Regions from separate parts of the Mus musculus genome. Here region 1 is linked to region 2. A link is a contact called in public promoter capture Hi-C data. All regions are on one chromosome and are shown on one strand. Each heading gives the region's core, a stretch centred on a gene start, on an enhancer-like site or on the middle of the called end of the contact. The rest is flanking DNA. Distances are from core to core; before and after follow the strand shown. Region 1 holds the start of Tmprss13 (transmembrane protease, serine 13). Region 2 holds the start of Upk2 (uroplakin 2).

What was found. Promoter capture Hi-C pulls out the DNA fragments that hold promoters and counts their contacts.
Region 1: a contact with region 2 is called in a promoter capture Hi-C map of pre-B cells, with 2.9 times the contacts expected there. The contact joins the promoter of Tmprss13 here to the promoter of Upk2 in region 2.

What each region holds. Positions count from the first base shown.
Region 1 is chr9:45,317,251-45,320,606 of GRCm38.p6, forward strand. Tmprss13 (transmembrane protease, serine 13) reads left to right here and starts at 1,850. Exons shown (of 13, transcript NM_001013373.2): 1 at 1,850-1,905. The coding sequence starts at 1,885. Lncbate3 (brown adipose tissue enriched long noncoding RNA 3) reads right to left here. Exons shown (of 4, transcript NR_040720.1): 3 at 1,843-2,069; 4 at 1,016-1,228.
Region 2 is chr9:44,453,269-44,456,540 of GRCm38.p6, forward strand. Upk2 (uroplakin 2) reads right to left here and starts at 1,499. Exons shown (of 5, transcript NM_009476.2): 1 at 1,363-1,499; 2 at 794-925; 3 at 527-665; 4 at 215-285. The coding sequence starts at 1,438.

The DNA.
Region 1 (3,356 bases), core at 600-3,099, 860 kb after region 2:
GTCTGAGTCTTGTCCAGGCAGCCCAAAGCCTTCCTCAAAACGAAGAAAAGCCCTGGAAATCCCACCTCTACTCCAAGAGGCTGAGGATCAGCGTTCTGTGCCTCCTGAACCCACTCTGTGGGACACCGAGGGCAGCATAACCTGCTTAGCAAGAATTCTGGGACAGAAGACCAAGGAAAAGCTGACATTGCTCCAGAGCTGACTTCTTGGTGCTATGTGTCATCACCAATTCCCAGACAGCACACTCGTAGGCTTCCAAATCGATCTTGCCTTCAGTTGCTCCCTCTGACTTGCCCAGAACCCCCTATCTGAGCTCTTCCAAGAGGCTCTGGGGACTTGGATTGGAAAAGACATCTGACCTGCCTGGAAGACTGATGGAGCCCTCCAGGACCGGCCTCTGGGTGCCAAGGATGAAGCATAGCCTTGTAGCTCATTGGTGCCCAGAGGGGACCTCCTTAGGAGAGGGGAAGAGGAGGACCCAGCACACAATGTGGCCAGCCTGTGCCCAGACCTGGATGACCAGAGTGTGGACAGCGAGAGGAAGAGAGCGAGGGCCAAGTTCTGATGTCTTGAAGAGCAGCCAGTGAAGTAATGCAGCCAAGTCAGAGACTCCTTGGCTCTCTGCCTGGGTCTTCCAGGAGTTTTCCCATGAGCCTCTGTGTTTTAGACTTCCCTGAACACCCTAAACTAGAACAGTTTTCATATCTGTTTATCTAAAAGGTCAAGAGGCAGCCTCAGACTCCACCCTAGTAGTTGACCATGGCCACTGCTCCTAATTGTCAGGGCATTCTCAGCCTCGCCATCTCCTCCGGCTTTGCCCCCCTCCCTCCCACTGTCTGATGCCAGAACTGCCTCACTGGTTTGCTGAGTGTGGTCAGTGTCCCAGCTCCCACCCCCCCCACACACACACCCCACTCCCAGCCCCATCAGTGCTGGCACCGCAGCTCCAGGGGTCTAGGTCTGTCCAGCTTCTAGGATTGCACGTAAACCAAGAATTCACAAAAGAGGCAAAAATAAAAGCAAAGAGAATTTTATCTGGGTACAGATTCATGCATGGGGGAACACAGACCCAATCGCAGAATCCACGGATCTCAGCGAAGTTGCAGCCACCCTGGGGCTTTATCACAAAGGGAGCATTCCCAAGTCCACCTAACTCTTCTGCTTCCACACTTCTGAGCGCAGCGACTTTGCTTTAGGACACGTGTCTCTTCCTCTGTTTCTTTTGCCTCTAATGATCAGGATGGAGCACAGGGTAGGAGGTCATGAGTCAGCCTAATATATTCCCCAGACCGGTTTCCACTCAAATACATACATGTTTTATAGTAATTGATTTTGATATAATTCATAATATTTTATTGCTGCCAATGGAGGTAATTCATTATGTGCACCATTTAAAACCATCTGATTTCTCTTGTCGTTGTTAAGAGTTTTCATAAAAAACTTTTTTCAGGAAAAAAAAAAGTCCATCTCATGTCCAGATTTGGGATTTGGACACAGTTAGAAATGAGCACACTTTGAGGGCAGGGTCTTCCTGGAAGGCTCAGGTGACCACATTCGAAGGGCTTCCCATAATCTCAGATCCTGTCTGGAACCCTCTGGGAGGGGCGGTGAAGGGGACCCCACACACAGAAGCTCATGTGGTGGCAGTTTCAAGAGCCCAGGTATTAGCTGAGTAACTGGGATGGGGCTGAAGGACAGGTCTGGCGAGTTCTGGGTTGTTTATACCTGAGTTACCTCACACGTCCCACCGACTTCCCCGCCCCATCTGCTGAGGGCCGGCCCTCGGCCCTCAGCCTCCTTTTCCCCACACGCTGGGGGACTGGGGGCCAACATGGATCTTACCCTCGACATCAGCTGAGCCTGGAAGAAGCATTCTCTTACACCATGGACAGAGGCAGCCACCGGGTGAGTGCGCCGCGGTCTCCTGGGCTTTCCCAGGCATGAGAAGGGACAGGCTGGAGTCAGGCAGGGTGCTGCCAAGACCTGCCCCGAGTGTAGGGAAGACAGAATGTCTCTGCTGGCTGGAAGCTGCCTGGGATCCAGTGATTTCAACTGCTTCATCTTAGTCCCTAGAAGGAACTCCGAGGAGGAGAAACCAATAAAATATGGAGTCTGGTTATTAGGCACCCCTGGGCTGTGTGGCCAAGGCCTGGACAGGGCTGTGGCCTGTGTGTGCCCTGGCAAGAACAGCTCTGGAGTTACTTGGTAATCTGGCGTTGCTGTTTGAGGATTGGATTTAATCTAGATTCATTTTTGCTGGTTTGAGAACCCAAAGGTATTTTAACTCATCTTCAAGGATTACCTCCTAGCTAGACTCCTAACCCTTCCCGGAAGCATGCGAGTCTTCTTTTTAAATGTACATTTAAATTTTTTCATTGGTTACTTACTAGGGGACGTAAAGTACATGGGAAGTGCTTCCTTATGTCTAACCACAGTGTCTTCTGCTATATCTTAAGCTTCTTCTGCTGCTTTTAGAGGTGATAGAGAGCAATGGGGTTGTCCTGTGTAGAAAAGGGTCTTGTACACACATTAGGTATCCACAAAGCCTTATTTAATGCGCCCCTCTTTTTGCTTAACTTCTCCTAGGTCCTGTTTTCTGCTCTTTTCCATATTTTTCTGTTCTCTATTGATAGAGTGGACTCTGAGACTCTAGAAAGTCCAACAAGCCCTGGGTTTGAAGAAATCCAGCTCACCATATGTTCTAGACTGTGCCTGGCTTGTGGTCCACTCTGAACCCGGGTATGTTTCCGAAGGCACTGTTATCTCTCCTATTATTCCAGACCCCTCTCTGCTCTTCTCCTTTGCTCTCTGCTCTGGTCCTTTTGGCTCATGTCCCCACAGGAAGCAGAACAGGGAGCATGGGGTGGGGGTAGCATTCTGTAGGAAGCATGGGGCGCCACACACACAGCCATGGCTATCTTCCGTGAAAACTTGCTAGTCCCCAGACCCAAAGATGGGGACTGAGCTATCTATCAAGTTCTATCTGTTCAAGTTAGAGATGGGCAGAGACCTGGCCTCTCTCCTGGAGTGGGGTTAGAGAAGCATGTTCATCTGGGAAACTCATCTTCCTAGAGTTAGGGACCAATGTGGAAGCAGGTTGGAAGGACAGGACATGGGCAAAAGTGTGAATTAAGTGTCAAAGTTCTGGTAGGTCCTGGGATCACTATGGAAGGTCCAAGCTTCTCTTGTAATGAGAGAGCTGAGCCATCCCATTATTTAAGGGTATAGGTGAAACCCATAGATAGTGAGTAGAGGCAAAGGAGGGAGCCTATAGCTGCCCCCTAATCTTGTCTACAGCACATTTTTTTGTCTTCTTTCTTTCCTTTTTTTTTTTTTTCAAGGCAAGATTTCCTCTG
Region 2 (3,272 bases), core at 249-2,748:
ACTTAGGAGCCACCAAGGAGGACATCATCCCTCTGCACAAGGAACCTCTAGTGCAGAGATGATTGAACAGGACAGGAGGTGGCCATACCAAATACTGGGGGGTTGGGGCGGGGGAGAGAGAGCGACTGAGCGCTCAGAAAACAGTTTATCTAACTTGCTCTAGGAGAAAAAAGTCGGAGCTTAGGGAAGTGTGAGAGACGGGCATTTTACTTACGAGGAAGCGTGGACATGGGAGTCTCTGGACTGGACTCGGTGGATGTCCCCTTCTGTACTCGGTAGGATATGCTTTAGAGGCAGGAGTTGAGAGAAAGCAGAGATTGTACGTATCTGGCACTCGGGAGGAGGGGTTCCAGCCTCCACCTTCTAGCTATGTGTCCCATCTGGGCCCTCCTGGGGTCCAGGTTCACATTTCCTACCCTTTAGCTGTGCCCTCTCTAACTCATGCTTCCTGGCACTTCCCCACCCTCACGGGACCTCCACTTCCCTTTTTTGCATCCCACCTCCACAGGTGTCCATCGGTACCTACTAGTATTTGGTTCCTGGTGTTAGGTTTGTCACCTGATATGCGCTGAGCCTTGTGACGGTGTAGCCAGACCCACTGTCCACCACGCTCACAAGCTCCCTGCGCCCGCGACATGGAGGCACCACAAAGTCTGACTTAACCACTGAGGGGAAATAGGAGTGAAAGGCAAGATCAGATTTCTAGCAGTCCACTCTTGTAGAACGGGCAGCTCTTGGGTATCGTTAAGAGGGGTTACGACGAGTAGAATAAATGGGTACAAGGGAGGTCTACCTTTGCTGTCGTTGGCTCTCCGGACCATCAATGTGGCATTACCTCCCGTGAGGTGACATGGGGGCAAGGCAATTAACAGGCTTTCTGTTAGCGCCGGAGACAGCAGACCAGAGAGGCTTGAGATGTTGAAGTCTGTTAGGGAGCCGAGAGGGAACTCAGGAGTTAGCCCCCTCTTAACTCAGAGCTGGCGGGGTGGGTGGGTGGTCATTGCTAAGGGTGCAGAGACAGAAGAGGAGCGTGTGGATCTGACCACCAGATGGCAGGCTTGAGCTGCAGATGGTGGGTACGCCGCGCTGTTTGGGAGCCAGACTAGACCATGGCACCCAGACTAGACCATGGCACCCAGTCAGTCCCCAGTCTCGCCCAACTCACACAAACCTTGGACACTTACCCAAATTTCTTGACTCCTGGATCTGGAAGAAGCCCAGGAATTTGTCACCTGATCCCTACCACTAGTAACTCTCAACCCCAACCAGCTAGACCAACATTCTGTCCTTGAGAGCCCTGGGGAGACAATGCTCCCTGTCTAGCGCTCTGAAACCCTCCTCGCTCCCACCAGCAATAGAGACCTGCAGTCCCCGGAGCCAGGACAGCCAGCAGAATCAGGATCAGGGGCAAGGTCTGGACAGGCAGTGTGGATGCCATACTGCGCTGGGAACTGGATCCTGGAACAGGTGCTGACAGGCTGGGGTTTCCTGGGGCCAATGAGGCCCTGCCCCAGGATAGCTGATTTTGTCTCGGAGTGGGAGGGGCTGCTGGGAATCCAGTCCAACTTGCCCCTTGGGCACTGTAGCCTCAGGGAGGGGCCCCAGACAGGTTTTTCAGGCTGGGGAGCTGGCCCTCGGGCCTAAAGGGGGATGCTCTGGCTGGGTCCTGGCAGCTTAGTTAGCTGCAGGGGAGTATGGCTCTTTCTGGAACTCCCGCGACTGAAGGACAGAGTTCCTCTGTCTGAGTGTCTGCCTCCTGGACTGTAGAGGGTGCTGTCTCCAAGGAGGTAGGCGTTTTCCTAGGAGAGCCATGAGTTCTAAAATTGCCCTGGTGTGTAGGTGTAGGAAAAGCCCCAAGGGTTGAAAGGGCTTTGGCTAGTAAGGATGGGAGAGGAGGGGGTTGGTTAGGTAGGGTGGGGATAGCAGAGCCTGAGATCCAATTCTAGTATTTAACTGAGGCCTAAGAAACTGCGACTCTGGGAGAAGCGGAGGGTATCAGTGTGAGCCTTCAGATTTCTCCAGAAGGTGGAGACAAGGGAAGTTAGTGAAGGCTTCCAGGTAAACGCAGGTCCAGTCCAGCAAGGCTAGTGGGCAGTGGAGTAGATACAAACAGACTTGGACAGCAAGCGGTTGTGCAACGGGTAGCGAGTAAAGCAGGAAAACCTTAGGAAACAAGACCAGGGGCTGGGCGATGGTGGCGAATGCCTTTAATCCCAGCACTTGGGAGGAAGGTGGATTTCTGAGTTTGAGGCCAGCCTGGTCTACAGAGTGAGTTCCAGGACAGCTAGGGCTACAAAGAGAAACCTTATGTTAAAAAAAAAAAAAAAAAAAAGCAAAAACAAAAACAAAGCAAAAAGTAGCAACAACAAAACCCTTCAAGACAAAAACAATCCTGTAACCAGGAGCAGAGGAGGTGGAGGGCTGGGGTGTGGCTCAGCGGTGGACTGTGTGCAGGTCGCTCTGGGGTTCGATGCCTGGGACAACAGTTGGGGAAGAAACACCATCAGCAGCCACAGCTCCTCTGGTTCTCTCCTGCCCCAGGCTAACTGGGAGAACTGATGGAGGTTCTCCAGCCATGGACGAGTGACGTGGCCCCACTCAGTCACCTCTCCTCTAGACGCTGGCCAGGGGGCTCTGCATGCCCTCCTGAAAGGCACTGCTTTTTATAGATGCAGAACCTGAGACTCAGGTTGTCACTGCAAAGTGGCTGCAGGGGTGTGGGTGTCTCAGCTAGGTGAACTCGATAGGACCTGAGCTCAGACCGTCAGGGTCTGCTCCAGGAACCACCCATTTTCCCCAACCCCAGAGAAAGGTCCTAGTGGAAAAGTGGGGGCCACTGAAGGGCTGATGGGGTTCTGTCCTTTCCCCCATGCTGGGTGGACTTAAAGTCTGCAATGTGTGTAGGGGGTAGAAGACAACAGAACCTGGGGGCTCCGGCTGGGAGCAGGAGGAACTCTCACCAGACGATCTCCAAATTTACTGTGCAATGGACGATCAGGAAACTGGTTCAGATGTAGCTTCTGATACAGTGGGTCTGAGGTAAAACCCGAAACTTAATTTCTTTCAAAAATTTAAAGTTGCATTTATTATTTTATATGTGTGCCCATATGTGTGCCACAGTGTCTATGTGGAGGTCAGAGGGCAAGTTGTGGGCATTGGCTCTCTCCTTTCATAATGTGGCTTCTGGGGACCAAAATGTCAGGCATGGTGGCAAGAGCTTTTACCTGTTGAGCCATCTCATGGTTTCGTAAAACTTCCTATGACGCTTACAG